2 separate regions of the Sus scrofa genome follow, and region 2 is linked to region 1. Evidence: chromatin contacts called from public HiChIP or PLAC-seq data. All regions are on one chromosome and are shown on one strand. The core of a region is the stretch at or near the end of the contact, and the rest is flanking DNA. Distances in the headings are between cores, read along the strand shown.

Region 1 (5,895 bases), core at 1,717-4,216:
TAAGGGTGAGAAACTAAGGTCCTGATTTCATAATAAAATAGTTTATTATGCTAGAACTGTCTGAGCCTCACAGGTAGTGACCAGGTGGAGTCCACAGATTATTAATACTAACAATAGAAGAGCATCTAACATTTGTTAAAGAATCTAATGTGCTAAGCACTTTACGTAGATAATCTCATACAGTTTTTATGTATTTTATTTTTTCCTTTTTTTTATTTTTATTTTTTTATTTTTTTTGGTCTTTTTTTTTTTTTTTTTTTTTTTTTTTTTGCTATTTCTTGGGCCGCTCCCGCGGCATATGGAGATTCTCAGGCTAGGGGTCAAATCGGAGCTCCAGCCACCGGCCTACGCCAGAGCCACAGCAACGCAGGATCCGAGACGCGTCTGCAACCTACACCACAGCTCATGGCAAGCCGGATCGTTAACCCACTGAGCAAGGGCAGGCACCAAACCCGCAACCTCATGGTTCCTAGTCGGATTCGTTAACCACTGCGCCACAACGGGAACTCCCTATTTTTTCCTTTTTTTTATGGCTGCACCTGCAGCATACAGAAGTTCTTGGGCTAGGGGTGGAATTGGAGCAACAGGCCTACACCACAGCCACAGCAACACCAGATCCAAGCTGCATCTCCAACCCACCGTGTAGCTTGTGGCAATGCCAGATCCTTAACCCACTGAGCAAAAACCGTGTTGGGTTCTTAACCTGCTCAGCCACAATGGAAACTCCCATATGCATTTTCTCATTTACCCCTGATAACAATCCTATGGAACAGGCACCATTATCAACCTCATCTTGCAGCTGAGGAGGCTTTGAGAGTGTTTAAAAAAAAAAAAAAATAAGGGCAAGAACGTGCCCCAAATTGAGTCACCTATCCTCCCAGGACAGCAAACCAAGATTTAATTTCAATGCCAGCACTTTAATTCCAAAGTTCCCAGTAGTGTGAACTTTAACCAGTCAATCTGGAATTACCAGATTAGTTCCTGTGAGGTAAATTGCATGATAGATCCCCACCTTTCCCTTAAAGGAAGGTGACCTTGCCTGAAATAACCTTTTTTCTTTTGTTTCAGATTTTCTTGACCCACCACCTTTCTACCTTTGGAAACCTTCCCTTTCGTACAGTTCCTTTTTTTTTTTTTTTTTTTTTTATCTTTTTAGGGCCCAACCAGGGGCATAAGGAGGTTCCCTCCCAGACTAGGGGTCGAATCAGAGCTGCAGTTGCCAGCCTACACCACAGCCACAGCAACACCAGATCTGAGCCGCATCTTCAGCCTACACCACAGCTCACAGCAACACGGGATCCTTAATGCTGGATGCTTAATCCCTAACAAGCCTGGGGATCAAACCCAAATCCCCATGGATACTTTTCGAGTTTTTAATCCACGGAGCCACAACAGGAACTCCTAACCTTCTAATTTTTAATAAGGGAAATGCTGTTATTGTTCCCATTTCTTGCAGTTGGACTTTTAAGAATAACCTTAGAAATAGAGTCTTCCCTTTCTAAGCTCTGGACTTCCTGTTTTAGGAAAGATTAGACCCCCAAGCCACCCCAGATGAAGGCGATAGGTTCCTAGGAGGATGGACGCAGATCTCCGACCCCGCCTCTGATTGTGGCTCTTCACCTTGGAGACCTGCTTCGGACACCGGTCCGGCTGACACAAGGTCTGCACCTGGAATGTGGATGCTCAAATTGGGCAGCAAGAAACAACAGCCTGCGGAAAACAACTGCCTGCATAGATTAAACACCTACAAGGATTAACTGCCCTCTATCATGGAACTCAACCCCCACCACCCCTCTTGACCTACACCCCTCCCTCTTCATTGTTCCTGCCACAAGTTCTGGCCAGGAACTCCAGCCATGGATTCCTACCACAGATACTTTATAAGCCTAGCAACCTCCTCACAGCTGTGGCTGGTGCCATCTCGAGCTCAGTCCGTCCCCCTCTGATGCTGTGATAAATCCCTCTTGCTTGACCACCATGGCCTTGCACCTTCCTTCCTCTACAGACCTAACAGAAGGAACACGTGTTATGTATCTGAATCCTCCAGATTAGGGAATGCCAATGCAAAACCCCAAAGGCCAAGTTTCAAGTTATCCTCATACTAACTGCATCCTATATAAGTGGAAGATATACTGCGACCCATGACTGGATTAATCACCAATTCAGAATACCTTGAGTATGGTGAATAATACTTTACCAAAAGTCTGACCAACAGTACCCCTTTCCTGAACCCTCATAAACCATTGACACTAAAGTCATGAGTTGTAGCTGTGAGCTCTTTTAAGTGAGGTCACAGTGCAGACCCAAGCCAGGGTGTGGAGGGGTACAATGGACTGAATTGTGTCCCCCTGCCCCCAAATTCATATGTTGAAGCCCTAACCTCCAAAGTACCCTTTCTTTTTTACTTTTATTTTTATTGCTTTTTAGGGCTGCACTTGCGGCATATGGAGGTTCCCAGGCTAAGGGTCCAATCAGAGCTACAGTTGCCGGCCTACTCCACAGCCGCAGCAACACAGGATCTGAGCCTCATCTGCAACCTACAGCACAGCTCATGGCAACACCAGATCCTTAACCCACTGAGCAAGGCAGGGATGGAACCCCCATCCTCATGGATACTGGTGGGATTCTTACCACTGAGCCACACCGGGAACTCCCAGAGTACCTATTTTAGAGCTAGAGCTTTTAGGAGGTAATTAAGGTTGAACAAGACCTTAAGGGTGAGGCCTTAATCAGACAGGACTGGTGACTATACCAAGAGGAAAAGGCGGATCTCTCTCCCTCCACACACTCGCACAAAAAAAAACCATGTGAGCAAAGTGAGAAGGCAGCGGTCTGCAAGCCAGGAAATGGGGCCTCTCCAGAAACCCAGCTGACTTGGATGGAGTTCCTCCTGTGGCGCAACAGGATCCAAGGCTTCCCTGTAGCACTATGACTCAGGTTCAACCCCCCTCCTGGCACAGTGGGTTAAAGGATCCGGCCTTGCCACAGCTGCAGCATGGGTTGCAACTGTGACTCGGATCTGATGCCTGAACTGTGGGATATAAATTCCTGTCATTTAAGCAACCCAGTTTGTGGTATTTGTTATGGCAGCCTGAGCTAACATAAGAGGAGGAAATTGGAGTTTCCGTTGTGTCGCAGTGGTTAACGAATCCGACAAGGAACCATGAGGTTGCGGATTTGATCCCTGGCCTTGCTCAGTGGGGTAAGGATCCAGCATTCCTGTGGCTGTGGTGTAGGCCGGCGGCAACAGCTCTGATTAGACCCCTAGCCTGGGAACCTCCATGTGCCAAGGGAGAGGCCCTAGAAAAGGCAAAAAAAAAAAAAAAAAAAAAAAAAAGAGGGAGAAAGTAGGGGGAGAAAAGGAAGCAAAGTAAAGAAGTGCTGGGGCCACCAGGAAGGACCTCACTTAGCACAAGATGAAGTCGGCTGCATCCCAGTGCCCCAGAGGCTCAGCTTGATCTTCATTTCCTATTACAGAATCTCAGCCTTCAAGTTAGTATCTAGGTAAGCTTGTTATCAGTGCCGTGGTTAGACAGTCTTTTTTCTTTGCCCATTTGAATCACTGCCTACTTGAACTGTTCCAAGTCAGCAGCAGAAAAACAAACAAAAACTTCCATATTAGAAGAAATCAAAGTTATTTTGTTGTAATAAAATTTTATGAACATGAATATACTGCTCAAATCACATCGATAGTCTAGAAGATGAGATGCAATAGATGCTTAGCCAGTGAGGTAACCCAGGAGAACAAAGGCTAAAGAACATGTTTTATGCACGAAGGTGTGATCATCTGTGTTGAACACCACTAAGAGAGCAAGTGAGGTGAAAACAAAGAATTGTCATTGGTTTGGCAACATAATAACAAGTGACAACTTTATGAAGAGCAGCTATCCATCTGATGGCTGAGGCTCTGGGGGAAGGTGGGGAGATGGATCCTTACAGCAAAACCATTCCAGATGAATCATTATCTTCATGAAATCATTGAAGCTCTAAAGGAAAACAATTTTTTAAACCCTTTAAACTAGTAAATGAGTAAAAGCATCTGCAATGCATATGCTAAACCAACAGGTTAATTTTCTTTTTCTTTCTTTTTTTGGCTTTTAAGGTCTGCACCTTCGGCCTATGGACGTTCCAGGCTAGAGATTAAATTGGAGCTGAAGCTGCTGGGCTATACCACTGCCACAGCAACACTGGATCCCAGATATTTATCTGTGACCTACACCACAGCTCACGGCAATTCGGTCCCTTAACCCACTGAGGCCAGGGATCAAACCCACGTCCTCATGGATACTAGTCACGTTTGTAATCTGCTGAACCACAATGGGAATTCTCAGGTTAATTTTCTTAATAAATAGCTTAAATAAATCAATATAAAAAAACTGATAGAAAATGAACACAGAAAGAAATAAAATCACTTATAGATGGATGAAAAATTCTGGCTCTCATAATTAATGAAACACAAATTAAAGCATCATAGTATTTTTTAAAATAAGAAATAAAATAATTAAAATCACAGATGTCATTCTTCACCTATCAGAATGGCAAAGATAAGTGTTGGCAAGGAGATAGAATCAGGTATTTCCAAGTGCTGTTAGCAAAGATATAAACTGCAGTCTCTTTGGAGGGCAATTTGGTAATAATCAAAACTAAAGTAAATACTCCCTTTGATTCAGCAGTATACAATTTTTGAAACAGCTCCATCTGTAGATGTTAGTAAAGATTTAGGTGCAGGAATGTCCATTACATTGTTTCCGGTAACAAAAGTAACAAACCAAGCATCCAACAGGAGACTGATTAAATAAAATATGCAATGGATTGAAAACTATTAACAGATTATTTCTAGCCTTCTCCTTCCATTTGCTAGGTTAAAAAAAAATTGTTTTGGGTCCATGTTCTCATCTCTCTCCCTAAGGAAAATGTTCAATAGCTTTTAGAATTTTCTCATGCAGTATCTGGAAGAAAGCAGAGGGCACAGAAAGATGCAAAGCTTTGTGGAATCCAGACCAGCTCAGGCATTGAGGAAGTATAAGAAAATGAAAGGTGAATGTATGTAATGTTACTGGAGATAGACAACCCCTTCACATGTAGAAATGCATTTGAGGCTGGAGTTATTTTGAAATACTTTTTGGTTGAGGAACTCTACTTCACTAACTTGGGCACTGCTCTGAGACTAAGCCTACATTGCTGGCTTCAGAGATGTCATATAGGAGTTCCCATCGTGGTGCAGTGGAAACGAATTCCACTAGGAACCATGAGGTTGCAGGTTCGATCCCTGGCCTCACTCAGTGGGTTAAGTTTCTGGCGTTGCCTTGAGAGGTGGTGTAGGTCACAGACTCAGGTCAGATCCCACTTGGCTGTGGCTGTGGTGTAGGCTGGCAGCTGTAGCTCAGATTTGACCCCTAGCCTGGAAACCTCCACATGCCACTATTTCGGCCCTAAAAAGCAAAAAACAAAGAAAGAAATGTCAATTACTCACAATGGAATCCCATAAAGCTTGTAAAGATAGGGAGGTGGAAAAGCATATTGCTAAATGTAAAAAAGCAAGCTGCAAACCGTATACCACCATATGTTCCCTCTTGTTTAAAAAGCCCATAAATTATATTCACATACGTGTTTTCAAATGCATAGAAGTTTTCTGGAGGCTGTTTCTGCAAATTTATAAAGATGCATCATCTCATAATTTCATAGACCCTTTCGTTTTTTGTCCTTTATTTTTATGCAATCATTGCTGAATGGTGTTTACAGTGAAAGTGGAATAGAGCATTACTTTAAAAGTCTCTTAGAATCTGAACAACATGTCAGATGAAATACAAATGCACAATGTAAAAACAAGTTTTATTTGGGGAACTCACTGAGGACCATAGTCCAAGAGGCAGCCTCTGAGAGATATGAGGAAAT
Region 2 (5,895 bases), core at 1,798-4,297, 260 kb before region 1:
CCTAAAAAGACAAAAAAAAAAAAAAAATCAGCCCTCACGGATGATGACTCTGAGGGTTGGGCTTGGTACTAGGCTCTGGGGTGCAAGGAAGGACACCGTCTCTGGGCCTGAAGAGCCCCCAAGGTATGTGCTGAGTTGCAGATGTGAACAATATTCACACAGGGTCTGACCAGGGGCCAGAGGGGCAGCATGGACCCAGTGTCCCTGACGGACGTGAATTTAAAAGGACAAGTGTCCTACGGTGGGGGGGTGAGGGAGGCAGGAGCTCCAGACAGAAGGAGAGGAGGATATGGGGGGGCATGTGCAGGGAACACAGGCTGGTGCTGCTGGAGCAGGGATCTGGGCAGGATGCCAGGCCTCCAGCCCAGGGAGGCAGGGGCAGCAGCTGTTGTGGACAGGGGTGCTGGCTACAGGGCCACGGTCCTGCACACTGAAGGCAGACTGGCTGGAGTTCTAACGACCACTCTCACATGTATTACAGACAGTGTCTTAGCGAGTTATCCAGCTTCTCAAGACTTTGCTTCCTTGTCTGGGGAGAAGGGGCATGGACCTCGCTACTGTCAACAAATGCCAACCGGGCAGCTTGTGGCCTTGAGGTCCAGGACATTTCTTTCAGCAAACACACAGGGCTGCTGGCCTACGGGTGCATCCACAGGATGGATGGTGGTGCCAACGAGCCTCTCACAACCCGAGTGCTACCAGTGGACAAGTGACCCTGAGCATTGACCTGGACCTTGAAGGTGAGGACAGGCAGATGGGAACCCATTTCTTCTATTTTCACTTCACTGGAAAAGAAAGGAACGGGACTATTTTGCTAGGTGGAGAGCGGTGCAAGCTGCTTGTTGAGACAAGGAGAAACATCAACCTGTGGATTCCAGAGCATCCTTGGGATGACGTGGTGGAAGCGGGAGCAGGGCTGAGAGGCATGACCTTGTCAGCAACGGGAAATGAAGTGCTGAGCCTCCCCCAGCACACATGTAGCAACTGAGCACTTAAGAGTGGATGGAAAGAGGAATTCCTGTTGTGGCTCAGCAGAAACGAATCTGACTAGGAACCATGAGGATGTGGGTTCCATCCCTGGCCTTACTCAGTGGGTTAAGGATCTGGTGTTGCTGTGGCTATGGTGTAGGCTGGCGGCTGCAGTTCCAATTCAACCCCTAGCCTGGGAACCTCCATATGACTTGGGGAGGCCCTGAAAAAGACACACACACACACACAAAGAGTGGATGGAGAGAAAGCAGGACTTGAGCAGAGTGATAAGAGTGGTGGTCTGTGACCTGAACCCCAAGGACCCCAGGTGGGACCGACAAGCAAGGGTTCACCAAAACACAGAGCATGCAATGCCTGGATTCCTGAGTGATGCAATGCTTCGAGCGTTGAGCATATGACTTCCGAGCAAAAACAAGCAACTCAAGGGGTTTTGGGCGGTGCCATGACAACAGGGAATAAAAAGGATACTTCCTCTTCAAAGTCTGGCTCCACGGCTTTTGCAAAACGACCTAAAGACAGCCTGACCTTGCATGCTTCTCCAGGAAGACTGCTACCCAAGGAGCTGCCCTCACTGCAACGGCAAGAAAGTTCCAGGAGATGCTGCCAGGAGGTGCAGAGCAGCAGCATGAAGATGCAGGTCGAGCGAAGGCATCTCCACGGCAATAGGCTTGGGGCCAAATATCATGCAATCACATCTGAGCACGTGCAGGAGCTCAGGTGCCTCCCAGATAACCAGAAAATCAGGTGTTACAGTGAACTCCGCCCTTTGCTCTTTAAATACTGTGGGTTCCTTGGTACTGAACTCACATCAAGCCCAGATGTAATCTAGAATCCAAAGTCCACCTTATTCATTCATTCATTCATGCAATAATTACCAAGCGCCATCTATAGAGACATCCTCGTGTTAGGGGACATGGGAGGGAGGGGACAAAGGAAAACAAGTCAGTCTTGGCCTTTGTACATTTTAACTGAGGGCACAGGACATAGAGATGCAGGAAGGTAGGTAATCACTTGAGAGATGGGATGGCTAAGCTTATAGCCAGCTTTCAGCAACGAGATGATGACAAGGCATTTCTGTGGGCTTGCAGAGCTATCACACCTTCTTTGAATTTGTACCTTTAACGCGATCCTTGAAGAGTGTGCATAATTTGGGGGTAACATAAGAGGGGGAAGGAGAACCAAGAACTGAACAACTGAATACAGGCAAAAAGTGTTCGGGGAAAACCACGCCAGAGAAGAAAGCTGAAAACAAAGTTTGTTAGGGTAAGTGGGGGCCAGATCACCATGGAAAGCTGGTCTTTAACCTCTCAGACAATGGAGAGTCGAGGGAGGTTCTTGTGCAAAGAGTGATGTGATGCAAGTGGTGCCGGGAAGAGCCACGTCCCACCCCCAGCAGACCACATGCAACATGGCGCTCACTGCACTGTCATTATTGGTTAAAGCAGGTTCCCCTACCAGACCATGACCTCTTGTTAGCAGGCATTTGGCTTCTGCACGAGGCACAGCACCCACACTGGAGTGGGCCCTAGATAGTTTGAACCATAAAACATACTGGTACCTGACAAAATAGAATTTAAGTCCAAAAAAAAAAAAAAAAGTCACATGGATGGAGGAAATGGTCCATCCTAGTTAAAAAAAAACAAAAACAAAAACAAAACTACATATACCAAGAAGATAAAATTATAAACATATATCAACATTCTCTATGCATTAGTAACAAAATTATGGGGAAAGTAGTTTTTTCAATTACAGGATAATTGTATACTTGGCAAATTCCTCCTCAGTTAAGAAGAAAGAAGGAAGGAAGGGAGGGAGGGAGGAGGGAAGGAGGAAAGAAAGAGAGAAGAAAGAAAGAAACAAAGAAAGAAAGAAAAGGAAAGAAACAAAGAGAAAGAAAGAAAGAGAGAAAGAAAGAAAGAGAAAGAGAAAGAAAGAAGGAAAGAAAGAAAGGCAGGAAGGAAGGACGAAGAAAGAAATAGAGGAAGTAGGGAGGGAGGAAGAGAGAAACCAGGAAGAGGAAGTCAATTAAGAGACCATCAATGTCACTCACACAGGAAGTGGTAAAAGGACTTCACGAGGGTGGCGGGATCTACAGAGAGCCATGGAAGAAACCAGGGGCAGTAATACATACTTTGCCAGAAGTTGACACCTTATTGACTGTCAAGAGAGGGGGTTGATTCTAAGGGCCCTTTAACATGTTCGAATCCAACACTTCATTAACCATGTGAGGGCACAGGAGCTCAAAGAGGTTAGGGGAGATGTCCTCCAGGGCCCCCTCAGTAAAGCCAATTGGGGAACCCCGGTCAAACTGATTTGCAGCGAAGATGGGATACGCAGGCTGTCAGGGGAGACTGGAGCTGTGGATCTGGGAATCATCCAGGCAGCGAGAGTGGCTGAAGCCAGTGGAACGGGTGGGGCTTCAGAGGGACAAAGTATAAAGGGTGGAAGGTGGAGTTCCCGTCGTGGCTCAGTGGTTGGCGAATCCGACTAGGAACCATGAGGTTGCGGGTTCGATCCCTGGCCTTGCTCAGTGGGTTAAGGATCTGGCGTTGCCATGAGCTGTGGTGTGGGTTGCAGACGTGGCCTGGATCCCGCGTTGCTGTGGCTCTGGCTTAGGCTGGTGGCTACAGCTCTGATCAGACCCCTAGCCTGGGAACCTCTGTATGCCATGGGAGCTGCCCAAGAAATCGCAAAAGACAAAAAAAAAAGGGGGGGGGGTGGAAGGTAGACGGCCAAAAGCTTAGTGAATAATGACAATTGCTAACATCAGGGGCTAGCGTGTGTCAGGCACTATTCTAAGGGTTTTCACATAAGATATTTAACCCTCTAAGGAACTTTCAGAGGCAGGTGCCTCTGGTAAAGAGGGAAAGTGGGAGAGAACTTTGAGCTCTGTCCAGCCTGTGCCAGGAGCCCCGCCCGCCCAGCTCTCCGCTGTGTCCCAACCCCTGCCTGCACACTGCCTGGAATTTACCATTCCTATTATTTGATGAGGTGCATCAAAGGAATTGCTTCTCCGAGTTGTTAGGGCTCATGGATTTATGCCGAGATGGAAGCACTTCTGTTGCCAGAATGCTAAGACGGTGACCTTTTCTGATATTTTGTTTTTCCATCTAACACAAACAGTAAATCTATGAGACTGGCTCAGAGAGAGGTCCCCTCAACATGGCTTTCCTTTTGCTGCTGTTCTTCTGAAAAGGCGTGTTTGTATATGTGCTTGGCCATCAGGTGGACAGTCATCACCTTTAACTGCTCTTAAGATGTCTTGAAAGCGGTTATGTTCATTTTTGTTTTGTTTTGTTTTTTTCTTTTTAGGGCTGCACCTGTAGCACATGGACGTTCCCAGGCTAGGGGTTGAATTGGAGCTGTAGCTGCTGGCCTACACCACAGTCACAGCAACGCCAGATCTGAGCTGTGTCTGCCACCTACACCACAGCTCACAGCAATAGCCGATCCTTAACACGTTGAGCAAGGCCAGGAATCAAACCCACATCCTCAGAGATACTAGTCAGGTTTGTTACCACTGAGCCACAATGGGAACTCCCACATTCATTTTTTATGATCATTTTGTTTGTTTGTTTGTTTTTATGGCCGCACCTGAGGCATATGGAAGTTCCCAGGCTAGGGGTCAAATTGGAGCTGCAGCTGCAGGCCTATGCCACAGCCACAGCAACACGGGATCCAAGCTACATCTTTGACCTTTGCTGCAACTTGCAGCAACACCAGATCCTTAACTCACTGAGCAAGGCCAAAGATTGAACCCACATCCTCACAGACACTATATGGGGTTCTTAACCTGCTGAGCCACAGTGGGAACTCCAATGATTTTTAAAGCAGTGACTCCTATTGTCTTTGTATCTGTCATTGACTGATATAATCTTCTGAGGATATTCTAACCCTTTTCTTTATTCAAAGAATCTGATGGAATAATCTTCCATTATTAAAAGCAGATGCAAATGGACTTTTTCATGGCTATTATATCTGATTAATTACTATGTTGCTACAAAAAATGAAATTTTGATCAATATAACCATTGTTAGGAGTTCCCTTGTGGCACAACTGGTTTAAGGATCCAATGCTGTCACTACAGTGACAAAAAAAAAATACATCTTTAAGACATCAATCTGGACAGAGTTGTCCAAACAATGGGCTTTTTAGCACTTACACCATATAGCTTTGCAGTAGCTTCTGTTATACAATCAGGGATTGAAGAAAAAACAGAATCGGGATTTTAAATTTGGGGGGAAGTTGGAGATGATTTTATCAAACTTCATTTTACAGATTAGGAAGCTGAGACCCAGGAAGGCAAAGCGACTTGTCTAGAGTCTCCTCTCTGGCTCATGACAAAGATAAGTCAGCTACTCAGTTTCATGGCTCCAAATGAATGTATTCCCAATTGTCTCTAAAATTATAACACTAGTTTCAATTAAGTAAAGTATTGTTGATTGCTGCAATTATTTTTGTAATTTATCTTAAAGGAGATCAATATTTATACCAGTTTGATTTTCCTTTATTATGACAAATTGTACACCTCTAAATCGTCTAATGAAATTTGAAAATTCCAATTTTTCAGCTTTGTAATTTGTGATAATTCATACCAATATAAGAGGGTTTCACTGAGAAAGGATGTTTTTCTTTTTATTGCAAGTGCAAGGTAGCTGTGATTATTTCTTTTACTTGACTGTTCGGTTCCTCTATACTCTTCATTTTCATTAGGAACATTTCAGGGGAAGGGTGTTTGAGGGGAGCATTCTTTCCTCGAATATTTTCTGAAGAAATAATCTTCTAGGCAATCAAAAGCTTTTTCAGCATCAAGGCTGGAATTATCACAGGTCATCTGTGCCATTAACAGTCATGTAATGAACTGAAAGCTTTCCTTACATTATCTGCCAAAGACCCTTTCATGAC

What was found. HiChIP or PLAC-seq counts read pairs in DNA pulled down with a chosen protein or histone mark.
Region 2: a contact with region 1 is called in an H3K27ac HiChIP or PLAC-seq map of alveolar macrophages. The contact joins two enhancer-like sites. A contact is called at or near these places in 2 of 47 Hi-C or Micro-C datasets (both in liver) and 1 of 2 datasets of contacts at active chromatin or transcription factors (alveolar macrophages).

The regions. Positions count from the first base shown.
Region 1 is chr6:108,452,807-108,458,701 of Sscrofa11.1, reverse strand. No RefSeq gene overlaps it. Among named protein-coding and RNA genes, the nearest start is that of NPC1, 5.3 kb to the right of the region's middle. Within about 2 kb of position 2,966, at least 12 of the 83 cell types and tissues checked have an H3K27ac peak or open chromatin away from gene starts, as enhancers often do. A contact at or near this core is called in alveolar macrophages, where this site is marked.
Region 2 is chr6:108,708,978-108,714,872 of Sscrofa11.1, reverse strand. The region is part of intron 32 of LAMA3 (laminin subunit alpha-3); the gene reads right to left. Among named protein-coding and RNA genes, the nearest start is that of TTC39C, 150 kb to the left of the region's middle. Within about 2 kb of position 3,047, at least 5 of the 83 cell types and tissues checked have an H3K27ac peak or open chromatin away from gene starts, as enhancers often do. A contact at or near this core is called in alveolar macrophages, where this site is marked.